Linked DNA regions of Mus musculus: region 1 is linked to region 2. A link is a contact called in public promoter capture Hi-C data. All regions are on one chromosome and are shown on one strand. The core of a region is the stretch at or near the end of the contact, and the rest is flanking DNA. Distances in the headings are between cores, read along the strand shown.

Region 1 (7,109 bases), core at 4,032-6,531, 1.1 Mb before region 2:
CCTTTATCCGAATGGCAGTATTTTGAACTCCCTAGAAGAGCAGTACTTTTGGCTTTACAAGTCCCTGGTGTGACTCTCCAAACAGTGATTTAATATAGAGCCATGTGTTCAAATAAAAGAGAAAATATACTTGTTCATCGTTCAGTTGTTAGAAAAATGGCTGGAGAGAAAAGGAGATTTGTGTACACCAGTGAGCCCAGCACAGCATACGAAAGCTGGAGAGCAGAGTCAACAGATAATGAGTTCCTGTCCAACCTCTAATTCCTGGATTTGGGATAATCTTCCTGCAGAATCTCTCTGCAGTCTGGCTTCAGATTTCTTTATTTGTATTCAGCTCTGTTTATCTCCTCTGAAATGTCTAAAAAGGCTTGTAGGAATAGTTCATTACTAAGAATACCCGACTCTTGTTAAAACTAATCAGAAACTTTCAAAAGGTGGGGGTACGCGTGAAGCATCCTCTGCCGTTTCCATCAGCTCTTAGAGAAGAGCACAGACCCGCCCTCTTCTCCAGATCTCAACAGCCTTCCCATTCCTCCGGAGATCTTGAGTCCAGAACTCTGCCCAATATGGCTCTAACCATAGCTCTTATATTACAAAGTGTGGATTCTCTGGCCCATTTGCTGACATAGTTTCTTTCCATTCCATTCACTATAGAATGGTTGTGCTCTGTGTACAAGAGATTATCCGTATTAACAGGACAGAGGCTGGTTTGTCTTGTAGTATCAGATTTGCCCATTAAAGACAGTAAGGCTCTGGGCAGAGCTGAATAAGTGAGATCTCTGGAGAGATGTGGTATTAAACTGACAGCTGTTTGAAGGTACCTGTCTGCTTGCTGATGAAGGTGTTTATATGTAATCGGATTTAGAGACATTCACCATTGACAAAGCTCAGTGGTGAAGACTTTGGAATCATTTAATCATTCTGCTGAGGCCCGAGTCTTCTGTGAACCTGTAAAAGGATATTAGAAATTTAAGTCTAGTCAAACCTCCAGCTTTAAGCAGCAAGATGTGTTCTCTGGCCGTTCTCCCCCCCTTTTTTTTCTGAGACAGGGTTTCTCTGTGTAGCCCTGGCTGTCCTGGAACACAACTCATTTTGTAGACCAGGCTGGCCTCGAACTAAGAAATCCACCTGCCTCTGCCTCCCAAGTGCTGGGATTAAAGGTGTGTGCCACCACCGCTGAACCTCTCTAGCCCTTCTACTGCAAGTTTCTTTCCATTTCAACCATTTCATTAAAAAACCATGATGATTTTTGTTATCAGCAAAAGACAGGATCCTTTTTCTCTTTTTCTGGGTACCAGGTTCTCAATTAAAGACCCATAAGGTTCTGGGCCATGTGTATTCATTCCAGCAAACAGGTGGTTAGTTTGAAGGAACTATCAGTTTATCTAGGAATGATGGTACACATGTTGGTTGGATAAGATCCAGAACAATGTGCCCTTCCTTCCTAACTCTTTAAGAGAAAAATTGATTTTCATAATGTCTTTTTGCAAGCACTGAGGTATAATTAGTCTTTAAAGATGTTAGTGTATATGTCCAAAACTTTTAATGCTTCCCCCGGGAGTGCATGAGATATGCTTTCTCCCACCCACACTCTCTCACACTGAGTGTGTCTTGCACTGTCAACATCCTAGGAACACAATGCTAAACGACAACTCAGTCCCTGCCCTTAAAAACGTTGGCTAATTGAGGTGACAGTTGAACAAATACAAAGGCTGAGTTGTGCTCTAAGAGGGACCTTCCAGGTCGATCTTAAATGAAGCAGAAATTTCTAACTTAGCAAGGGAGGGGAGGGCCGATGAGAGCAAAGTTTCTGAAAAAAAATTGACATATGAACTGAAATTTGAATGATTATAGAGTTTATGGGGGCAGCTGATGTAACAATTACGAAGTATGTTATAGAAAAAGGAGCGATATGCTTACAGGTCTACAGGGAAGAAGAAACTTGAGCTGTTTCAGAAACAGAAAATGACGTAGCTGTAACATAGAGAAGCGGTGGTGACCAAGAAGGTACAAGGCTATGCACGCTCACAAACCGAGGCATTCGGATTAATTCTAAGAGCAAGAAAGAGCTGGTGATTGGGGTTTTGAAGAAGAACGACAAAATGTGTTTCAATTACCTCTTCAAAAATGGCTAAGTCAGAAGAGGTCTGTATTGCAGGTGCTATAAACAGTACCCAGCTAGGAAGATGTAGTATTCTACCGTATGAAATCAAAGAGAGCTTTCAATGAACCTTCAAAACATGGTAGGAGACCATTAATCCCCTCAAATGGCAGCCTTTGACAAGTGTTTCATTCCAGATTGAGTACAGCACAGGATTTTTTTATTATGCTTATGATAGGAACAGTAATCTACTGTTAGGGGGACTATCCGGATTTAGATTGAAACTGTGACTCTTTTAGCTTGAGTAGCCACGGTAGACTATCAACAAAGTAGGTGGCAAACAATAGCTTACCAACTGATAGTACTACTGTAAAACAGTCGCCGATCTAATGGAATAAACCCTTCAATGTTTTGTTCTCCGAAGGCAGCCTCTAGGTAGAGAACAATCAGAGGTGAAGTGCTCCTAAGCCCTCTTCTAAGCTTTATTCCCCCTTTGTATTTTTAGTCCAACTATTTCCAGTGTTCCACCAAAAATATTAAAGCCTTCCTACACATCTGACACAGGAATACAACAAACTCCATAGACAAGTCTCCAATGTCATGTAACTTTTTATTCGCAAGTGGAATTAAGCAGTCACAACAAAGTGGTAATTCTTAGGGAGGAGAGGGAGTAGAAGGTGGGGTTCCTGGCCAATATCTTGGTGTACAGGAACAGGTTAGAGTCTAGAAAAGGCTTTTGTAACTGACAATAAAGTTTAATGTTAAGGTGTCAGAAGATACTGCAGGTTTGAAAAGGAGATCTCTGTAGAAAGGCCTGCAGGCGAGCACTGACATTTAGAAATAGTTCCCCTAGCTTGGGTACAGTATGAGGAGGCTAAGATGCCCTGGAGAGTGTAGCCCCAAAGCAGGCACAGTTCCGTGTGTGTGTGTGTGTGTGTGTGTGTGTGTGTGTGTGTGTGTGTGTGTGTGTGTAGGTCCTCTTTAGCAGAGTTCATGTGGGTGATGATTTTTTAAACATCACCAAACCCTTAAAAGGTTCTGACCTGTGGAATCCTGAAAACATTTTAGAGTAAACACAAGATGATTATACTGTTTGGCAAAGACAGTGCATGTGTTGGCAAGATGAGAAAACCTCTGAATTCAAAGAACATCGGACACCAATCTCAGGCGGTAGAAAGCTTAGACGACAGGCGTGAACCACTGGGTACATACTGTCTGCTCAGAAGTTTTATTCCTTTGCAATGAGTCTCCAGCTGGCCTCAGAGGCAAAGGCAACCCTGTCACCATTCACATGTGACCTCATAACCTGTCAGAGACTACTGCTTCTCTTCTTCATATCTCCCCTCCCATTAGGTGCAACTCTTTACTCTCTTCAGGGACCACTAACCCAAGGATCAACAAGTCGGAAACAGCTCAGAGTGGCAATCTCTACATGCAGTAATAGCTGCGGCGTTCACAAGAATTATACCCATAATCACCAAGACTTACCCTATTCGTATTATCTGTGCTTTATTTTATTATCTGCATGTGCACTTGGCCTCAATTATCTCTTTTGGCAATACTATGAAGTATTATAATCATGATTTTGGCAGATAAGGGCCCTAGGCTCAGAGAGGCTAAGTGTGACTTTTTCCTGACCCAATCATTTAACATAGCTTCTCATTTTCTAAAGAGTTCTCTACAAAGGCTAACTGCCAACAAGTGTGGCGAAAATCGTATATTTTAAGGTATACTTTCAGTTTCACTTAAACAATGTTAAGAACTCAGAGGAACACCGGCTTTTACAACCGAATACCTGGTTATCATTTTCTAACTTTTTGGCCTTGCATATTTCAAGTTGTGGTGGCAAGGTCATCTTAGACTACTAACAGCAGTTGGGTGAGCTCCCATCACTTCAGCGATGAGGGCTACTTCCCAGCTATGCTCATAATCACAGTCAGTTTTCCATCTTCTCAATAGTGGACAACCATATCTGAATAACAATGCATATACTGTTGATCACTAGGGGAGACTTAACCAAGTTTCACTTGTTTCGAAAGCAAAATACATGCAGATAAGGCAATATTAGGATTAAAAAGGTCAATTTACGCCATCCTTAAACCTGCTACCGAAAAGCATTTGTTCAACAAATTGAGTAGTTTAGGGGTATGGCACACACTGCAGACTGTGATTTAAAGTGATTGACATCTTTGGCACAATGTACAAGGGAGAGGCGTGTAGCTAAACATTTGCCAATATCCTTTCCTGGAAAAGTCAGTTGTGAGAGAAGCAACGATGCATGTACGGAACGTTTTAAAAGCCCGAAATCCACTTTCCCCAGAGTAGGAACTTGCAAGTCCATTAACAGGGACCGTAGTGAGAATTAGCTAGTCGACTTGGCTTTCTAATTAGCCCAAGAGAGAAGGCAATACTGCCTTTCCAAGTGAGTCCTCTTTTAGTTCTGTGGTGTTTGCACATCTCACCTGGGCCTTTCGATTACAAATCCACCTCCTTAAGGAGCCCTGTGAAAAAACAAGATTAAAAAAAAAAAAAACAGCTATAAATCAGCCACGTGGAGTTACTGCTGCAGCAGCGGTGGCTGACTTCCTGGTTTCCTTCCTGCAAGCCTCTGGCTGGGGAGATTGAGCAGTGGGCGTCGGGAAGGGCAGGGCAGCCTAGGGCGTCTGCAGGTCCACCTGAGGGGCACCGGGCGGCAGCATCCTGGCAGGGCACGGGCGTCAAGGACAGAGTTTTGGTCCCTAATTACAATAAAAGTTTGGGGATCTGCAAGCTTTAGGAAGCGGAGCCTTAGGGCAAAGGCTAAGACCAGACCTGGGGGAAAGTGTTAAGTTAGTTCCAAGGTTACTAGGGACTCGCGGGTGGTGGGGGGTGGGTTCTCGCGGTCGCGGGTGGAGGAAGGGGGTACTGCGGAGCTAGAGCGGGCAGGTAGAGAGAAGGGAAGCCTGGAAAGCTACACACGCCGGCCGGTCGGAGCTCTGCGGAGGCCGGCGGAGGGGAGGGGGTGCGGCAGAGCAGTGCAGAGGCAGGCGCGGGGAGGGGGCGGAGGGGCGAGCCAGGGGAAGGTAAAGCCGAGGGGAGTTCCGGATCTGGTGCTGGAGAGGGCAGGCGGTGGGGAGGGCGGCGGGCGTAGTGATCCGGGGGGGGGGGGGGGGGGAAGGAGGAGGAGGAGGAGGAGGGCCGGGGGAGGGGGAAGGAGGGAGGGGAGAGCGGTGGCGGCGGCTGCGCCGGGCTGTGTGTCTCTCGCCGCCGGAGGAAGATGAGGCTGAAGATCGGGTTCATCTTACGCAGTTTGCTGGTGGTGGGAAGCTTCCTGGGGCTCGTGGTCCTCTGGTCTTCCCTGTCCTCGCGGCCCGACGACCAGAGCCCACTGAGCAGGATGAGGGTGAGTGACCCGCCTGGCCCCCTCCGGCAGAGGCGACCTGCAACTTGTTTTTTTGCGCGCGCGCGTGAGTGTGTGTGTGTGTGTGTGTGTGTGTGTATGTGGCGGGAGCAAGGGGCGGCGGGGTCGCGGCCGCGTGGGCGCCGCAGCTCCGCAGGTGGCGCTGGCCCGGCGCCGGCCGATCGGGGGCGCCTAGCCCTACGCCGCGGGTACCCCTCGGCCGCCGCCGGCCCGCCCCCTGGCCGCCCCTTCCTCCCGCGCGTCCCCGCCCCGGGTTCAGCGCCGTCACCCGCGCTACTGCTGCTGCTGCCGCTACCGCGGCCGCCGCGGCGGCCGTGGTGGCGGCTATAGGCGGCCGCTCCAACGCCGGGACTGCCGGGGCGGAATCGCAGGACAGAGTCGGCTCCCCGGAGCCGAGGCTGCTCGGCGTCCGACTCGGGGCTACGACCCCCGCGCTGGCGGCAGGCGGGCGCGGGGTTGGTCCGAGCTGCGGCCTGTGGCGCGTGCAGGCCTGAAGGAGGCGAGATGCCGGCGCCGCCGCCGTGGTCCGGTGGAGCAGGCCCCGCGGTCCAGCCTCTCCTGTGGTCCCCGCCCAGTCCGGGTGCTCGCCGCGGGGGCGCCCCTAGCCTGTCCGCCTCGGGCTCCAGCCCACGGCGCCGCCTCTCCGCAACTCCCGTGGCCGGGAGCCGGGTGCAACGTGTAGCTGAGGCCTCGCCCCGCACCCCTTGTCCCTTCGATTCCCGGACAGGGGAGAGACACGTCCCCACCCGGATCGGCGTCCCTGCACCGGGGCGCCTGGGAGCCCCGGTCGCCCGCTGTGCTCCCTCGTCCTGCGGATCCGGAGCGGGCTCCAGTCCCCCGGCCCTACCTGGGCTGCTCCGGCCGAGGACCTAACTTGTGCCGGCTCCTGGCCGCCCCTCGCTGCCTGTTCCATCAGCCTGACGCCGAGAGGCGCGCTCCGCTGGGACGCATCCGTCTGCCGCCCTCGGCGCCGGCGTTAGTCTTGACAGTCCCGGCTTTGAGGGTTTAGTCAGGCTTCTCGGAACTTTAGTTACCGGGATCCGGCCACTGCGCTACGCTCGCCCCGGCAGTTGGCGGCGCGAACTGCTTCGCACCTCCCCAGCTTAACCCCCACCCCCTCAGCTTGGTGAACCGTTACACCCCCTGCTCCCCCGGAGTTCCTCATCCCCGAGCCCTCCAAGCCCCACAACCTCGAGTCCAGGTTAGACTCAGAAGAAGTGGGAGACACTAGGAGTTCTGGACACAGACGCTGAGCAGCCGTGGGAGGAGTCTCTTAAGAAAGTGCCTTCTGCAAAATCAGCGTTGCAGCTACATAATCTACTTTATTAATTTTACTTTTGGAAAGTTAGCGTCAGGAAGTTGAGGGGAAAAGCTTGTGACGACCTTCCAAGAGTAGGGCTCTTCAGTTGATGCTTATGACACACACAACTTAATCTGTAAATTGCTGCATTTGGGGCTGGCCTTACTGAAGTGGAGTCTCACCAAAGTCTAAATTGATGAATTTTTTTTTCCTTTTCACTGTGTTTGGAGTGATTTTTTTTTTGTATATTTTTGCTCTCAAACTGATTTGATGAGATGAATATTGAAATTGATTTTTTCAAGTCATGA
Region 2 (7,558 bases), core at 2,810-5,309:
CGTAAAAACAAAAGAGGAAAATTACCATAACTTGAATACCATGGAAAGATGGTAAAAGTGGTGAGTTTATTTAGTATCCGAGGTTCTTCTCACTTGTTTCTCCACCCCCACCACATCTATAAATAACTAAGAAGTATGGGCAGAAAGGCTAAGTGTGGTTTACTTCTTAAAGCTGGTTTCTTCATTTAAATGTTTAAACAATCCTATATGCACTCTATTCTGGAAGAACGTGTAAATGGATAATTCTAGAACTAAGCACCTTAAATTCATTGCTCAAACTTGAACTGTATATCTGTTTTGTGCCAATAAAGTTGGATAACATTTTGCAAATAAATAAGGATTCCAGTACCTGTCAAACATGGGAAGAAGCACGGACAATTTTATACTGAGGCATAGCCGAAATAGTGCCATAACAAACATGAAGCGAGAATCTTTTGCTCCCACTAAGCTTTTAAAGCTAGTCGGCAAAAGCTGTACTGGTGACGTGCAGTCCAGTGTGTAGAATGAAGCTGGTGCTTGTGGTGCAGGACAATCAAGGGGCTTAGAAAGGGAAGAGACTTGCAAATCTGTACTTGCTAAGAACCAATGAGAATCAAAACAGTCTTGACTTTCTTGTGAAGCATGGGTAGTAAAGGTTATTGTTCTTTTTTAAACCTAGGTCTTTATATAATATACAATAAACCAACATATCTTATTGACTAACAGAATGCTGACTAGATAAAAACAAGTAGATCTAAAACAGGTTTATTTACTTTTTAAAAACCTTTAAATACTATAACTTTCAAGGCCATCAAAATTTTATGTATTGCTATTGTTGACACACTTTAATGTAATTCTATCTTGAAAAGCCCAAGATCATACTTGGGGTGTGTACCCTTGTTTTATTAATTCCCTCTCTCTCCCTTATCAATGTCCCTACTAAAACTGTATTAAATTTATTTTTAATAAACCTTGCTTTATAAGTCTCATCCTAAGTTTCGCTGCTGCTGCTGGTTTGCAGCAAGGTAAAATATTCTGGCTTCAGCTGAGTAGAGGTCTCTAAGGAGTACACCTTGGACTGATATACACAACAACATGGAGTATAGCCTATTCTGTAACCCACTACCACTCACACTTGCCATGTAAATCCTTTTTTAAAAAAATCAAAGCACATTTCCAAAGCACACTTTTCCCACCCCTATTTGATCATATGGGTTTAACAGAAATTTTCCACTGATCTGCATTTTATCTATAACCAGCCCTAGCCTTTTCCTAACTGCTTTCCTTCTCAAAAGCTATCTTCCATACATTTATTTTGACCCAATTTCAGCTATGTAAAAGGGTAAAAGATAACCTCAAACACTCTTTTCAGATTCTCTACCCTTCAGGCAATATTAAATAATATTCTTTAGGATAATTAATATAAAATATTTCTAAATTATTTTTCTGGAGGAGCTGATACTAGTATAATTCACATGTTACTTCAAAATCAGGCTTTTTTTTTTCCTTGTCAGAATTAAATTCTTTTGGACATACTTTGGCTAAGATATTCTTATGTAGTGATTACTTTTAACTGCTAAAAGTTATCAGGCACGGAATTTGTTCCAGGTGCCTCTAAAATGGCTTCCATCGATTTTGCCTCCTGTGTTATCTATCCTCTGCCTCTCTAATGTGGGTTGGGTTAAAGACTCTTAACAAACACACTATGATAGCAGTGATAGGATATCACTTCTAAGATTAGATTATAAAATATAGTTATCTTCCCTCAGTTGGATGCTTTCTCCCAGCTTGTCTGTTGTAGGGGAAATCAACAGCCATACTATACTCTAAGGGGGTTTTCTGAAGAAAACCCACTTAGCGGAGAATCTAGGGCAGCTGGCAACTATGTGCATGCACTTGGAAGTGCACCCTTAGTCCATCTCAGTGCAGTCTCTCAATAGTATCACAAGTCCCAAACACAGCCTAACTACGACCTCAAGAAACAAGCTGAACTACTCTGTTGAACGTTGCCCTGATACTTGACTCAAAGAAACCAAGATAGTACATGTTTGTTGTTTTAAGCTGCATTAAATTTGGGGATAATCATAAACCAGCAATATGAAACTAATGACGATACTTAGGTAATTGTTAATTTAGAAAAACTGTATAAGCAAGAAGTTTCTGAATTAACCTGAAAATAATAAATTTATTTATTGTTCATTCTGAGACCTGCTCTACATTGTAAAAACAAAACAAAAACAAAAACAACAACAACAACAACAAAAACCTTTCACAAAGGTAGCCGGAAGCTCTTCTCGTCGGAGTGAAAGTGCCAAAGTCCAAAGAACCAAAGCAAAGAGAAGAGTACTTAGTGACCTGTTGCAAAACCATACTTCCAAGCCTTTGGAAGGCCAAGAAAAAGGATTGCTAGCTAGGGACAGTCGGGGCTACACAGTGAATTCTGAGCCAGCCTGGAGTACACAGGAGACCTTGTCTCAAAATACAAACAAAAACGGAGTGCAAACACTGACATGAACAACAGTTTGTATTCAATTGCAGTATTGAGGGTAATGAAGAGAATATGGCGCGCGCGCGGGGTGGGGGTCTTTACAAATAAATGTCTCATTTATAAATTAAGTAGTCACAATTATTAATTAGTAAATACAGAACGAAAAATAAACCAGAAATATATCGAGTAAGAATTGCAAACTTCTATGGTTTTTGTCTAGACAATGTGTACTGAGTAATACGATGTGGAAAGTGGAGCGTAGCCACAGAAAAACAAAACGAAAAGGAAAGTGTTGAACCAATTTTACAGTCTGTTTGGAGACTGTAGCAACTAGCAATCAGCGGAGGTCTTAAACTGGATATGTTTGAATTCGTATTAAGGGGACGCCGTAAGAAATGAAGCGTGCCTTGGCATCGAACGACGCTGTAACCACCACAAAAGCAATACGTGAAACTGAAGAAAGTAACCTCCACCGTTTGTCATCTTTCAAGAGGGACGACACCACGTCGCTACCGCGAGTCCCAAATCGACCTCTATACCAATGGCCTAGAAACAGAAGAGACTCACACCCGCCTCTCGATTCTGATACACCATTTTAATAAGCCACCGCTGCTGTCACTCAAAATGTCTCACAGTACCCATTGGTCCTAAACTGTTGCTTGCTGGGCCAGGGCTATCAAGTGGCAAGCATCCCTACCCCTCACTTCGGAGGAGAAAAGTGAGAGCGTCCGGGCGGGCGGAAGAAGCAAGGCATTGGAAGCCTCTGTGCCGACGCGAGTACCTGAGCGACCTGGGATCTCCACCGCCGCCGCGACGACTCGGCCTGTGGGCGGGGGCTGTCAGCCGAGAAGAAAATGGCTCAGCCGGGAACTGGTGCCCAAGCCATGGAGAGGCCTGTCCAGAGCGCACGTGTTCGCGCTGGAGAACACGATGGCTGCGAGGGAACCAGAAGCCGCCCCAGACTCCCGCGAAGTCACAGCACCTCTGCCTGCAGAAGCCCGAGTGGCGGACCTTGCAAGGTTTTGACGTTTCCTATTGTTGCCGGAAGTGACGTCGAGGAGCGGCTCCTTAAAGGAAAAAGATTTCCGTTTTCCTCATTCAGATTCGCCAAAAAGTCTTTACTTTTCCGCTTCTCATTCTGAACTGCTTTGGCCATCAAAATTATGCTAATTTGAAATGTGACATTCAATAAAAGACATGTAATTGATAAGACTTTAACGACAGTAGAGTATCCTGAAGAAGCTGCGCGAACGGAGTGTGGAATCTGCATCTAGGAATGCCAGCATTTGGGGCAGCCTCTGGCTCGGAATGTTTAGCCGCTGTTCGAACTCTCGGCTCGAACTCTGAGTTCTAAAAACAAACCGTCGGCACGAGGGGCGACCCGAGGCGCGGGCGTAAGGCTCTGGGGCTGCAGACCCGGTTCCCGCCACGTTCTCGGGTTTCTAGTGCTCCCTTCTTCTTTCTGTGTTGGTACGGTAGCCTTGGGAACCTTTCAGTTTGCTTAGGGGCTGCTGGCTGAGCCAGAGCTCGTGGACCTGCTGTGCTCTGGCTTGGACGAAGGTGGCCCTTCTGCTGTCCTCACCGAGGTTCCTGGGTTGTAGGCGAATGATCAGGTCTACCTTTTCATCCCTTTAAATTTAGAGGCAGAAAGGGAATTCGAGATGGGACTTGCTTGTGTACCAGCTGGTATGGTTTTGGAAGGCATCAAGTAGAATGAATCGGAGTCTGCCCTCTTTGAATTGTTTTGTAGATGCCTTTAAGTTTCTTTCCGTCAAAAATACATCTAGCTTCAAAAGACTGTCCGGAATAGAAAAAGTACTCCTTCCTTCGTGTTCTCTTTGTTTTCATCTTCATGGTGTCTCCCCCCCCCCAAAAAAAAAAAAAAAAAAGAATTCTCCATCTACTTTGAGGCCTATGATTGCTCTGTATGAAAAGAAAACTAATTTTAACATATGTATTCTAGACTTACTGCTACACTAGACTGTTTTACAGAATTATTTGCAAGCATTTTAACAATGTTTTATGCGTGAACACAGCGGTTCCCTCATCGGATCTTACAACAGCATTTTCCTAGTATCTATTACGGAGAGATTTTGTAAGTTTAGTTTCTACAGATTTGTATCCCTTTATCTTAAAGTTTGTCTTTTAGATATGTCAAGCGGAATTTCAAAATCCTAGCTATCCACTGTGATTATTAAAGGCTAGTTACTTTATCCTGGGCAAAATGATTTTGGAGTCCTGTGACATGTTTTTAAAGACCTGTAGCAGCTACGAAATTGAGCTGGGTTTGAAACAAAGTATCTTAAACTGCAAAGCTGGGGGACTAGCTCAGTGGTAGAGCCATTGGGTATGCCAAGATCCTGAGATCGGTTCCGTTCCCCACCAAAGCCATCTTGTGCGGTGCTCACAATGTCTTCCAGCAATTCGGTTGGTGGATTTGATTTGTTCCTAACTCTTCAGAAAGCTAGGTAGACCAGTGAGACCTTAATGATTGAATCTGTATATGGTCTTCATTTAATATCCTGTGATAAGTAATATAAAGTGAAAATGCTAATTTTTAAGTAACAGTTTAATTTTATCTCAGATTAATTATGGTCAAGTGTAAAGTATGTTTCAGTACTTGATTAGCTTCAATTCATAGTAATAATTTTAGTATTTACTAATTAAAAAACACTAGGAAAGCCTTTCTTGAAAACATACTTCTATGATCTTGTTTTTTTAAAAATACCTTTATGTTTTTCTCTTCTGTCATATCTTTTCCCTCCACCTACAGATACAAGCTGTACTTGAATCTTACTCTTCTTTAAAATGTTTATTGTGCTGGTAATGAAGAGGATGTGTTCCTGGGGCATACTTTAGTGTCCGAAATTTCATTACCAGAAGTAGAAATAATGTAAAGATAAATGCCTTCTATGATACCAGCAAAAGAAAAGGTAGCACCGAGTATTGGATAAAATTGCATGTCCTGGGAAGATAGGATATGTACAAAACTAACAATTGTGTTGTCAGATGGGTCTGGAAACTAAAACAAGATCAGACCTGCAATCTTAAATCCCAGGCACAGTGTTTGTAGTTACAGCAGAGGCTAGAGTAGTTCCCCTGTCACCTTTCTTAGGCAATAAAGGTTGGTCTGGGAAGTCTGTCTTAACATATCTGTATGTCTTTCTAGCCCCGGCATCTGGAAAGATGGGAAATAAGCCTTACTGTTTTGACCAGTATGTTGTATAATTTAATTTTAGGATTTCTTTCCCCGTCCCCCCCCTAAAATCCTCATTGTCTAAATATCTTACTATTTAGTAGGTAATTTGGTGTTTCAAACATGCTGACCATAGCATCAGTGCAAGGATACTTAAAGTACATTCAGCAGCTCGCTCCGCAGGAGCAGACTGCGAATGGGGTGCTATGCCACGGACATGGAATAGGTGCCCAAGTCTAGAGAAATGGCCACAGAAGTGATGGTGGCCCAGGCTTAGAATTCTGCACATTGCCAGCTTTATATACTTCTCCTGACCTATACAGACGCAGAGGTGTCTGGGCAGGGGTGATTATATGTCAATCGTTGCTGAAATACAGCCCATGAACAAAAACCCCTAAGTATAGTTCATCTAATTCTTGAATTGTTCTTTTTTTCTTTTTCTCTTTCTTTCTTTCTTTCTTTCTTTCTTTCTTTCTTTCTTTCTTTCTCAGTGATTTCATTTTAAAGGAGCTTCAGTTTCAGAGAATCTCTTTTCTCCAGGAACTCTTGTCATTTTCTTGAGCAAGATATTAGTGAACTATGAGTTTGGTTTGGTTTTTAATATAAGCATCTCTAATTGGCAACTACATGAAATCCAAACCCTGGGGATAATAACTTAAATCTGTGCTAAATTTATCTTCATTTTTTGGTTTATACTATGTAGGTTTTATAAGCATTCAGGGTAATTAATGATAGCGGCCATTTCAACTTGATATTTTTTTCCAAATGGTACCAGCTATGATTTGAAGGTTAAGTGTCCTCCATAGGCTCATATGTTTGATAACTTGGTTTCCAGCTTGGAGTGCTAATTTGACAGGTTGTGCAATCTTAGGGAGGTGGGACTTAGCTAGAGGAAGTTGCTTGGGGAGTGAAAATGCCTTAAGATGGTAGGTAGCCTGATACCAGTTCTCGGCTGTCCTTCCTCTGGTCTGGGGTAATGTAGGCTAGCAGCTACTGTGCATTCCTGCCACCTTGTGCTGCTTGTCACCATGTCATGATGGCTTCTACACTGTGAGGATCCATAGCCCCTCAGGCATTGAGCCAATAAGTCTCCTTTTCACTGAGTAAAGATTATAGTCCATTATCATTCAAGGTAAAACATTTGGGAGAGTGCTAGATGAAGTACATTGGAAGAACATAAATACAAGACATACTTATGTGTTTTGAAAGGAAAAAGTAGAGGATGAGGTTGAAGCCAAGTTTGCACTTAGGGTTGAGAGTTGGCACAAGGCAGTAAGCCCTTAACCTGCCACAGAAGTGCTAAGTTCTGAGGAGTGGAAGTAGGTGGTGTGACCTGCTGGGGAGACATACAGAGTAGATGAAGGAGATGTGTGCACAGTAGAGCAGAGCAGCTTCCCAAAGTTCACTGTTCACCAGACTTCATCATTTCGTTTTTAGATGAGAGGCTGTAAGATTATTTGAGAGTTGGAGCTGAATCGGAATATAATGGCAACAGGTGACTTAAAGAGAAGCTTGCGGAAGCTAGAACAAGTGCTTCGGTCACTGAATTACCCCAATGAGGTGGATTATGTCGGGTAAGCCGCAATGCATTTGATATTTGAAACGTACTGGTGGTTTTCTTTTCTTTCTTTCTTTCTTTTTTTTTTCCCTTTGGTTTTTCGAGACAGGGTTTCTCTGTGTAGCCCAGGCTATCCTGGAACTCACTCTGTAGACCAGGCTGACCTCAAACTCAGAAATCCACCTGCCTCTGCCTCCCTAGTGCTGGGATTAAAGGCGTGCGCCACCACTGCCTGGCTAGTTTTTTTTTTTTTTATTATTATTATTATTTTACAAAACGTTCGAGATACATATGACATGATGAAACTAATAATTCTTTTTAATGGACCCTATTTAAA

Evidence for each region. Promoter capture Hi-C pulls out the DNA fragments that hold promoters and counts their contacts.
Region 1: a promoter capture Hi-C map of pre-B cells shows a contact between it and region 2. The contact joins the promoter of Galnt7 here to the promoter of Cep44 in region 2. A contact is called at or near these places in 12 of 39 promoter capture datasets (the HPC-7 cell line, HPC-7-derived erythroid cells, cranial neural crest and 9 more), 6 of 484 Hi-C or Micro-C datasets (CD4 T cells, CD8 T cells, Th1 cells and 2 more), 8 of 115 datasets of contacts at active chromatin or transcription factors (astrocytes, double positive thymocytes, embryonic limb bud and 5 more) and 2 of 9 other capture datasets (adipose tissue and liver).

The regions. Positions count from the first base shown.
Region 1 is chr8:57,651,227-57,658,335 of GRCm38.p6, reverse strand. Galnt7 (polypeptide N-acetylgalactosaminyltransferase 7) reads left to right here and starts at 5,281. Exons shown (of 12, transcript NM_144731.4): 1 at 5,281-5,483. The coding sequence starts at 5,358. It overlaps AW046200 (expressed sequence AW046200), which reads right to left and starts at 6,583. Exons shown (of 4, transcript NR_040698.1): 1 at 6,349-6,583; 2 at 876-948.
Region 2 is chr8:56,547,067-56,554,624 of GRCm38.p6, reverse strand. Cep44 (centrosomal protein 44) reads left to right here and starts at 4,059. Exons shown (of 11, transcript NM_001009951.1): 1 at 4,059-4,080; 2 at 7,101-7,237. The coding sequence starts at 7,149. Fbxo8 (F-box protein 8) reads right to left here and starts at 3,471. Exons shown (of 6, transcript NM_015791.4): 1 at 3,249-3,471.